Regions from separate parts of the Mus musculus genome. Here all the other regions are linked to region 1. Evidence: chromatin contacts called from public HiChIP or PLAC-seq data. All regions are on one chromosome and are shown on one strand. Each heading gives the region's core, a stretch centred on a gene start, on an enhancer-like site or on the middle of the called end of the contact. The rest is flanking DNA. Distances are from core to core; before and after follow the strand shown.

Evidence for each region. HiChIP or PLAC-seq counts read pairs in DNA pulled down with a chosen protein or histone mark.
Region 2: a contact with region 1 is called in an Esrrb HiChIP or PLAC-seq map of embryonic stem cells, with 5 times the contacts expected there. The contact joins the enhancer-like site here to the promoter of Cfh in region 1. A contact is called at or near these places in 14 of 39 promoter capture datasets (the 3T3-L1 cell line, the C10 cell line, the HPC-7 cell line and 7 more), 2 of 484 Hi-C or Micro-C datasets (embryonic stem cells and liver), 5 of 115 datasets of contacts at active chromatin or transcription factors (embryonic stem cells and fibro-adipogenic progenitors) and 1 of 9 other capture datasets (adipose tissue).
Region 3: a contact with region 1 is called in an H3K27ac HiChIP or PLAC-seq map of embryonic stem cells, with 8 times the contacts expected there. The contact joins the promoter of 4930590L20Rik here to the promoter of Cfh in region 1. A contact is called at or near these places in 24 of 39 promoter capture datasets (the 3T3-L1 cell line, 3T3-L1-derived adipocytes, the C10 cell line and 14 more), 6 of 15 datasets of contacts at CTCF or cohesin (embryonic stem cells, large pre-B cells, pro-B cells and 1 more), 50 of 484 Hi-C or Micro-C datasets (3T3-L1-derived adipocytes, the AtT-20 cell line, the C10 cell line and 22 more), 8 of 115 datasets of contacts at active chromatin or transcription factors (embryonic basal ganglia, embryonic stem cells and stem cell-derived neural progenitor cells) and 4 of 9 other capture datasets (adipose tissue, embryonic stem cells, liver and 1 more).

What each region holds. Positions count from the first base shown.
Region 1 is chr1:140,181,631-140,184,773 of GRCm38.p6, forward strand. Cfh (complement component factor h) reads right to left here and starts at 1,781. Exons shown (of 22, transcript NM_009888.3): 1 at 1,535-1,781. The coding sequence starts at 1,646.
Region 2 is chr1:140,452,066-140,455,061 of GRCm38.p6, forward strand. All of the region lies in intron 13 of Kcnt2 (potassium channel, subfamily T, member 2), which reads left to right. Among named protein-coding and RNA genes, the nearest start is that of 4930590L20Rik, 200 kb to the right of the region's middle. Within about 2 kb of position 1,611, at least 5 of the 459 cell types and tissues checked have an H3K27ac peak or open chromatin away from gene starts, as enhancers often do. A contact at or near this core is called in embryonic stem cells and stem cell-derived epiblast-like cells, where this site is marked.
Region 3 is chr1:140,654,649-140,657,724 of GRCm38.p6, forward strand. 4930590L20Rik (RIKEN cDNA 4930590L20 gene) reads right to left here and starts at 1,754. Exons shown (of 4, transcript NR_040604.1): 1 at 1,680-1,754.

The DNA.
Region 1 (3,143 bases), core at 531-3,030:
ATCATTAACATTAAAGTATCATGTAAACATCATGACACTTCCCTTTTGATATTGAAATTCTGCTTTGTAATTATGTAAGCATATTAATTCAATTTGCATCAATTAAGATTTAAAAATTAGATAAAAATAAAATACTTCTTTCTTTAATCATATGTATCTAAAGAAATCTCTTAGTAAGCATTATTATTCAAGTAGAGCATCAAAATAAAAGATGAAACATTGACTTTGACAAAATAAAAAGTTGAGTTATGTTTGGTAATATCACCATTGATTTAGAATTACTGGTCAATATTTCATTTTAGCAATACTTATATTTTCATACACAAGGAAATGACTGCCTTAATCTTAAATATAAGATTCAAAAGCTAAAATATAAGGAATAATATTAGAAAATATGATTTAAAAAGTTTACTCTTTCAAAAAGTATTAAATACCCTTAAATATTTTTTTAGAATTTTACAAAAAGATATAACTAAGAATCTGTATCTATTCTTCTTCCCAGATTTGGTAAATATTCAGTCAGAGGTTGTTAGAATTCTTTAGTGAAGAGGCTACAGCAAAGCCTCAAGTTACAAAGCATTAGCTAAGAGAAACATTTAAGGAAATTATTAAAGTTATGTCATTCACTTGAAATAAAAAGTCAGGGATGGCAGTCACTCCCACCTGTAACCTCAGCCCATGGGAGGCTGTCAGGAGGACTACAGTGAGTCCAAGGGTGTAGTGACACCCTATCTTAAACAATCAAAACACAAAGAAGAGTTAATTAATTGTTTTTTCACATAACTAGTTGCCTATCATAAATTAGCAGAGTAAACTCTTTCGATGGATAAACTAAGCAATTTTTGGTAGAATTTAAGTGAATAATAAAGTCGGAATTTCTGTTACTGCCATGAAAGAAGAACTCCAACACTCATATTACCTACCTCAAAATGGCTTTCAGAAGCAAATATGCCTCACATGTACTCTCAGAAAACAAAACCAGGAACAAATCAGATCCTTCCAATACTGTGTACAGATTATCTGTCAAATTTTATAATCATTTTATCTCATGCTTGCAGTTCTTATGAACAAAACTTTTAAAGCCATGGCAGTATCAGTAAAATGATGTATTTATGAAGGGTTAGAAATATGCCTGAAATAAATCCACTCATTAAAATAAAAGTGAATGCTTTCATTAAGTTTGGATGTTTACATATTTCTTACTAGTTTTACATAAAATATTTCAGGGACACTCATGAACAAAACAGGAGCCTGTATCATGATAACTAAAAGTTGAATGACTATGCCCAATTATAGATTGCAAATGGTTGTTTAAAGCACTGTCTCGAGTTTTACATTTCGCCAAATTATCAACTACAATAGTCAAATGAACAGTTTACAGTTTTTAAACTTACCACCCAAATCCACTAAGTAACAGACTAGTAATTACATATATTTTCCAGACATAATTTGAATGATTGCTGTGAGAAACATTTTCTGCAAATGTTTTATAATTTGGCTCAGCAAGAAGGAGAAAAGAATGTTTCCAGCTTACCTTCTGCTGCACAAACAGTCCATAATATAAGCCAAATAATTCTTGCTGACAGTCTCATAATTTGGATCTTTCTGGGACCAACTGACTCCAAGAGAAATCTGTGCTGTACCATCCAGTTCCTCTCTGCTATGAACTGTGGTCACAGCAGGGAAAGACTTGCTTCAAAGGGAAGTTGAAAGTCAGTTTAGGAAATCAGGATTGCTCCGCCCATGAGCAACTTCTGCAAAGTAAACTAAAATAGTAGACCACAAGTCCAGCAGCATGGGCGTTTTATCTCTTGTTGTTACTATGCCCTGTCAGTGACCTGCTGGATTGTTCTTGTAAATCACAGCTTGTTTTGCTTGGAAACAAGTTCACATTTCTGGAAATGTGAGCAAGGGCTGGATTTCATAATCCTTTAAATTGTGTTCTACTGTGGACAAACCACAGAACAGAAAGCATGAAGGCACATTTAAAAATCATTGAGAGAACTTCAGTTAGGCAGTGTTTTCAGGACCAACACCCATGCATACATAATACAGAAATGTTGAAAAGATTGTCATGCTAATGGATGTTGATTATGGGATTGGTTTTCTAAAATTAATGAATTGAATCTCCCAAGAAATTCTTTTTATATGTGTGAAGCAACTGGTCTGTGAGGACCTTGGTCTAGCAAACTTTATATGCCCCAGTACAGGGGAAAGCCAGGGCCAAGAAGTGGGAGTGAGTGGGTAGGGAAGCAGGGCTGGGGTGGGGAGGGAGGGTATAGGGGACTTTTGGGATAGCATTTGAAATGTAAATAAAGAAAATATCCAATAGAAAAAGGAAAAAAATAAGTAAAAAAAACCCATCAACTTGAAATGCTAATTTTCTAACTTGTCATTGAGGTATTTTATAGTAAGAAATATAGAGGTGGAAAAAAAGTGTCAGCAGCATGCTGAATTGATGCAGAACTGAGGCAGATATTCAACTCCCAACCTAATAACCTTGGTACCCTCTGTGCCCTCCAGGTTTCCTTCCACCCACTGTCAGTGTTTCTAAGAACATGGACTGTATTTACCTGTACTTTATGTAATTTACTCCTGTATTTACGTAGAACTGTGTTTGTTGGACATGGCTCCTAACTGTTCATTTGTCATTCTATGTAATATTCAATTATTTGAATATAGCACAATTTTTAGTTGTTCCTGTACATGGTAAGGACAGATTTCAGCTTGAAAATAGTACAAATTGGGCTACGAATGTTAGATAGTGTGGGGTTTGGTAAGCTGTTGTAGCTCAAGCATATAGATGAGTTAACTGAGCATAGAGCACTTAAACACTTTCTTAAAGCCATAAACTGTCAGGAGTGCGATACTCAAGCTGATGGTCTAATATCCAAAGTCTATACAGAACGGCGTTTTCGGATGGCTTGTTTTCTATTTCATTAAATGTGTAGGAATTCAACTGCCAGTAACTCATTGTAGTAGTTGCGTGTCTTGTGGATGTGACAAGATGCCAGAGAAAGCTGCTAAGGGAAGGATAGGTGTATTTCTTTCTTTTTTTTTTTTTTTTGGAAAGGTGTATTTCTGCTCACAGTTCCCAAACAGAGAGCCTGCCAATCAGGGAAGAACAGCCTAGGAGCATCCGG
Region 2 (2,996 bases), core at 361-2,860, 270 kb after region 1:
TCATAAAGATATTAAGGCTGATGTATGACGCTCTCAGATCAATATAAATCATTTTCTATCTCAGCAAGAGTTTGAGAAGTAACAGACTTTTCATAATAAAAGGCAGTGGATAAAGCTGTCAGCTTGTTTAATAGATCATTAAAATGATGGTCCCCAAGGAGCCAACTCTAGCATGTGTGTCTTACTGGAATGTGGTCTTGCAGCCTCTGGGCTGCATCTGAAGAAGCCCTGTTTACTTTCCCAAAAGAACAAATAGCAAGAGGAGAAGTAAGACTCATCTACCAGCTTGCAGAACTCTCTCTTAGGCACCAGCCAACTCAAAGCATGTTGATATGTAGAATTTTGATGAGTAAAGCATATGTTGAGTTATTAGGGGTTGATTTCAATATGTAACTATAGAAAATTAATAGCAATTGTGGTCAAATAATAATTGCTAAAAATCACATTACCGTGATGGTTTTTATTGTGTTCTTACATTGCTTAAGTGCTACTTTGACTTTCATGGATATCCAAACAATGCATTTTTATATTTAGCTCTTTAAATGAAATCCTCAAATAACCCTAAAAACATCTTCCAATGATTATACATTATGCATTTTAAAAGTAAAACATATTAATAAAAGTGGCCAGGGTAAAAAAATTTAAATTTCTGCTTACAACTACATAAATACTACACAGTGAAAACCCTACAGTAAGTTATCCCTTATCATGGAGATTGGTGTATGTTTCTTCTGTCAAACAAATAGCAGCAAGCATTCAATAAGTGGATTTTATTATTTGAACATACTGAAGCACAATTGAAACAATAACTTCTGTTTTGATTATATCCAATGTGAAAGCCTATAAATGGATTTTGTGAGCAATAGAAAAGATAGGTTCTTATTCTTATCACCATAAAAATGAAGAAAAAAGTTGTATACCTAAAAAGAGGCAGAAAGAATAAAATGTTGAGTAAAATAAGTTTTATATTCTGTATATACATTACAAAAACTCAACTAAAAAAGTGTGGCTCATAGGTAATGTAATTATGTTTTGAAGATAAGCTTCCAAAAAGACATAGGTCACTCATTCACAAACAAGCTTCCCTTTCAATAGTTTGTGCTTTTTATTTTAAGTTATTTTTTTAAAATTTTTATTACATATTTTTTCATTTACATTTCAAATGTTATCCCCTTTCCTATTTTCCCCTCTGAAAATCCCCTATCCCCTTTCTCCTCCCCCTGCTCACTAACCCACCCACTCCCATTCCTGGTCCTGGCATTCCCCTATACTGGGGCATAGAGCCTTCACAGGACCAAGGGCCTCTCCTCCCACTGATGACCAACTAGGCCATCTACTGCAGTAATTCTCCCCAATGCAAATATGCCCCAGCAATGAAAACACAACACAATTAATATGATTACATGCTGTGTGCCTAAATTGGGCAGATCTACCACTACATTACCATCTTCCACAGCTTATGAGACCCCTTAGAACTTGCAGTTTCTCCAGGCCATGTACTTCTGCTCTGCTTTTCTCTTTTTTTTCTCCTCCTCCTCTTCTGGGTCCTCTCGATCTTCCATTTTCTCCTTCTCTCTCCCCCACCTTCTCTTTTATCTGCCCAATCATCAGCTCTCCTTTATTTTACAAATTAAGGTGGGAAGCAGGTTTACAGGAAATCACCTGAGGGCTGACTCATTCCTTGTTCACAACTGCTCACAGGAGAACAGAATTAACATCAAATATAATTAGCCCCAGGGCTATCCACAACAGCCATCCTCTGCTACAAATGCAGCTAGAGCCATGAGTCCCACCATGTGTTTTCTTTGATTGGTGGTATAATTCCAAGGAGCTCTGCTGGTACTAATAGTTTGTACTCTTAATGAAGAATGTGTTAAATAAAGCACAAAATGTGTAACTATTGACTGGGTACCATACAGCATTTTCATTGTGTCAGCTGCACAACCTCAGATCTCCATTCCTCTAAGCTTATTTAATAATGACCAAAAATGATAGTAAAGAAAAGGCATTCCAAAACTGAATTGTTACTATTTCAAACACACAAGAAAATCAGTGACCAGTAAATGGAAAGTGTAAGACTATCAGCTCTTAAGTATAGCTTAGTACCTGCTTCTCATGTTAACTCATTTTCTTACATTAACGTTTAGAAGAATAGACTAAAATAAATATATAATATGAATATATATTATTATATTGGAGAGAATGTACTATTAACTCACAGGTTTAAGACAGAAAAGGATTAAGAAAGATATGAAAAAGTAGCCTCAGTCTAAATAAGTTCTCTTCAGAATATTGTAGAGAAAAAAAAATTGAATGATCACATGGTCAGTAGGACTTGAAAATTAGGAAGAAAGAGAGATGTCCACTAAGGGATGTTTTCTCTTTGGAATCCTTAAGGATTGCTGTAGATCAAGAGAAATAAAGGCATCATGTGCCAGAAGACATGGTTTAAATACCATTGTCTAAAAACCATAAGATCATTTATCTATCTATCAGGAGAATTCTAAAACAAATTTCTTTCATGTGTGTGTGTGTGTGTGTGTGAGAGAGAGAGAGAGAGAGAGAGAGAGAGAGAGTGTTAGAATATGTCATTAATGTACAAGATTTCTACTTTTACCATTCTCTGTCAGTAGCCATTATGAGCGTGGGTGCTATATCTCAAACTGTGTAACCATTATTACCTATTAAATTATTAACAGACATTTCAAAATGTAGATTTTCAAAAACAACTATAATTTCTTTACCTAAAATCCACGTACCAGCCCTTCTCAGCTACATCTACAGAGAATATACAAAAGAACCCACTATTTTTTCTTTCATCAATTACATCTAGAGGATCTTTAGATAGGCTCCCTTTTTATTTAGGGCTTCTGCTTGCCATGATGGCACCGAAACATTCACTTTTTCTGTTTCCTCATATTGCGAAGTTTATCCTCTGCTGCCATTCATCTTGATGCATGTACCCAGCAGTAATACTCACCATTGTGTATGTATTT
Region 3 (3,076 bases), core at 504-3,003, 470 kb after region 1:
ATGATAAAAGTCTTGGAAAGATCAGGAATTCAAGGCACTTATAAACATAGTAAAAGCAGTATACAACAAACCAGTAGCCAACATAAAACTAAATGGAGAGAAACTTGAAACAATCCCACTAAAATCAGGGACTAGGAGAGGCTGTCCACTCTCTCCTTAACTGTTCAATATAGTACTTGAAGGCCTAGCCAGAGCAATTAGACATTAAAAGAAGGTCAAAGTGATACAAATTGGAAAGGAAGAAGTCAAAATATCACTATTTGCAGATGATAGTGTACTTAAGTGACCCAAAAATTCCACCAGAGAACTCCTAAACTTGATAAACATCTTCAACAAAGTGGCTGGGGATATAAAATTAACTCAAAAAAAAAAATCAGTGGCCTTCCTCTACTCAAAGGAAATTAAGGAAACCACACCTTTCACAATAGTCACAAATAATATAAAATATCTTGGTGTGACTCTAACTAAACAAGTGGAAGATCTGTATGACAAGAATTTCAAGTCTCTCAACAAAGAAATTGAGGCTCTCAGAAGAGGAAAGATCTCACATGCTCATGGATTGACAGGATTAATATAACAAAAATGGCCATTTTTCCAAAAGCAATCTACAGATTCAATACTATCTCCATCAAAATCCCAACTCAATTCTTCACAAGGGCACAGAGGAAAATTTCTTGAACAAAACACCAATAGCTTATGCTCTAAGATCAAGAATTCACAAATGGGACCTCATAAAATTACAAAACTTCAATATGGCAAAGGAAACTGTCAATAGGACAAAAAGGCCACCAACAGTTTGGGAAAAGATCTTTATCAACCCTACATCTGATAGAGGGCTAATATCCAATATATACAAAGAACTCAAGAAGTTAGTCTCCAGAGACCAAATAACCATATTAAAAATGGGGTACAAAGGTTAACAAAGAATTCTCATCTGAGGAATGTCAAATGGCTGAAAAATCACTTAAAGAAATGTTCAACATCCTTAGTCATAAGAGAAAGTCAAGTCAAAATGACCCTGAGATTCCACATCACATCAGTCAGAATGGTTAAGTTCAAAATCTCAGGTGACAGCAGATGCTGGCGAGGATGTGGAGAAAGGAACACTCCTCCCTTGCTGGTGAGATTGCAAGCTGTTACAACCATCTGGAAATCAGTTTTGTGGTTGCTCAGCAAATTGGACCTAGTACTACCTGAGGACCCAGTTATACCACTCCTGAGCATATACCCAGAATATGCTCCAACGTGTAACAAGGACACATGCTCTACTATGTTCATAGCAGCTTTAGTTGTAATTGCCCAAAGCTGGAAAGGATCTAGATGTCCTTCAACAGAGGATTGGATACAGAAAATGTGTTGGAGTACTAATCAGCTATTAAAAAGGATGAAGTCATGAAGTTCTTAGGCAAACGGATGGAACTAGAAAATATCCTGAGTGAGGTAAAACAATCACAAAAGAACACATATAATATGTACTCACTAATAAGTGGATATTATCTCAGAAGTTCAGAATACGCAAGATACAATCCACAGACCACATGAAACTCTAGAAGAAGTAAGACCAAAGTGTGAATGTTTCAGTCCTTCTTAGAAGGGGGAACAAAATACTCAAGGGAGGAGACACAGAGACAAAGTTTGGAGCAGAAGGTGAAAGAAAGGCCATCCAGTGACTGTCCCACCTGCCGATCCATTCCATATAAAATTCCGGTAATCTCTGAGGAGAGCCGTGTGTGCCGCGAGCAATCGCCATTATAAGATGGCGCGGGCCTCCGCTGTGCCTAACTAGTAAACAAGCCTTGTACGCAGGTGCGAGAGTGAATTCACTCCTAGTCACTCCCATTATCGGGGTGTAATAGTGGGGTGATGGGCAAGCAACAAATCAGGAGCTGTCACGCCATATCAGGTGCTGAAACGTCACGCTGCGGGTTATAAAAGCAGCACCATTTTCCCAGTTTGGGATCTTCCTGAGAAACAAGCAATAAAGCTCTTGCCGCGGAAGATTCTGGTTTGTTGCGTCTTTCTTGCCGGTCGAGCGGGACGCAATACCAAACCCAGAGACTATTGAGGATACCAACAAGTGCTTGCTAATAAGAGCCTGTTATAGCTGTTTTCTGAGAGGCTCTGCCAGTGACTGACAAATACAGAAGTGGATTCTCACAGCTATCCATTGGACTGAGCACAGGGGCCCCAATGGAGGAACTAGAGAAAGGACCAAAGAGCTGAAATTCGGATTTGAAATCCCATGGGTGGAACAACAATATGAACTAACCAGTACCCCCAGATCTCCCAGGGACTAAACTACAAACCAAAAAGTGCACATGAAGGGATCCATGGTTCCAGCTGCATATGTAGCAGAGGATGGCCTGCGAGATATCAATGAGAGGAGCGTCCCTTGGTCTTATGAAGGCTCGATGTCCCAGTGTAGGGGAATGCCAGGACAAGGAAGCAAGAGTGGGTGGGTTAGTGAGCAGGAGGAGAGGGGAGAGGATAGGAGTATTTTCAGAGGTGAAATGAGGAAAGGCGATACAATTTGAAATGTAAATAAAGAAAATATCTGATTAAAAAAGACTTGTAAAATTTAAACCATTTTTAGTGGGAGAAAAGAATTTAAAATTTTTCAGAAGCGTATTTTGTATTCAAAAGGGTACAAAATTAAATCTGAGTGGGGTTTTAACATGAGTATAAAATCTTAAGGCTAATAAAATGTTCTTAATGTGTACAGTTCTTGTGCTAATTCATTTTTATAAAATATAAAGCAGAATAGACACATTTAATTGATCTGTGAAAATAATTTATCTAGCATCAATGAATCTAATATTCACCATGAAAGGCTGATTTAAAAATGACATTTTCCAACACCAGCATTAGTCCCAGCTGTATTTGCGCTTGACATACCAGTAAGGCATATTATTATAAAATAGATCAATATAAGTTTTAGGAGATTTTGGAATATTCAACAAATACATGAAATCTAAAATCATTATTGATCAAAATTCTACCACTAAATCAGTGCTTTTAATAATTTTACTTAGAGTTATCTAAATTATATGTAGACATGTTATAACAATAAACATTA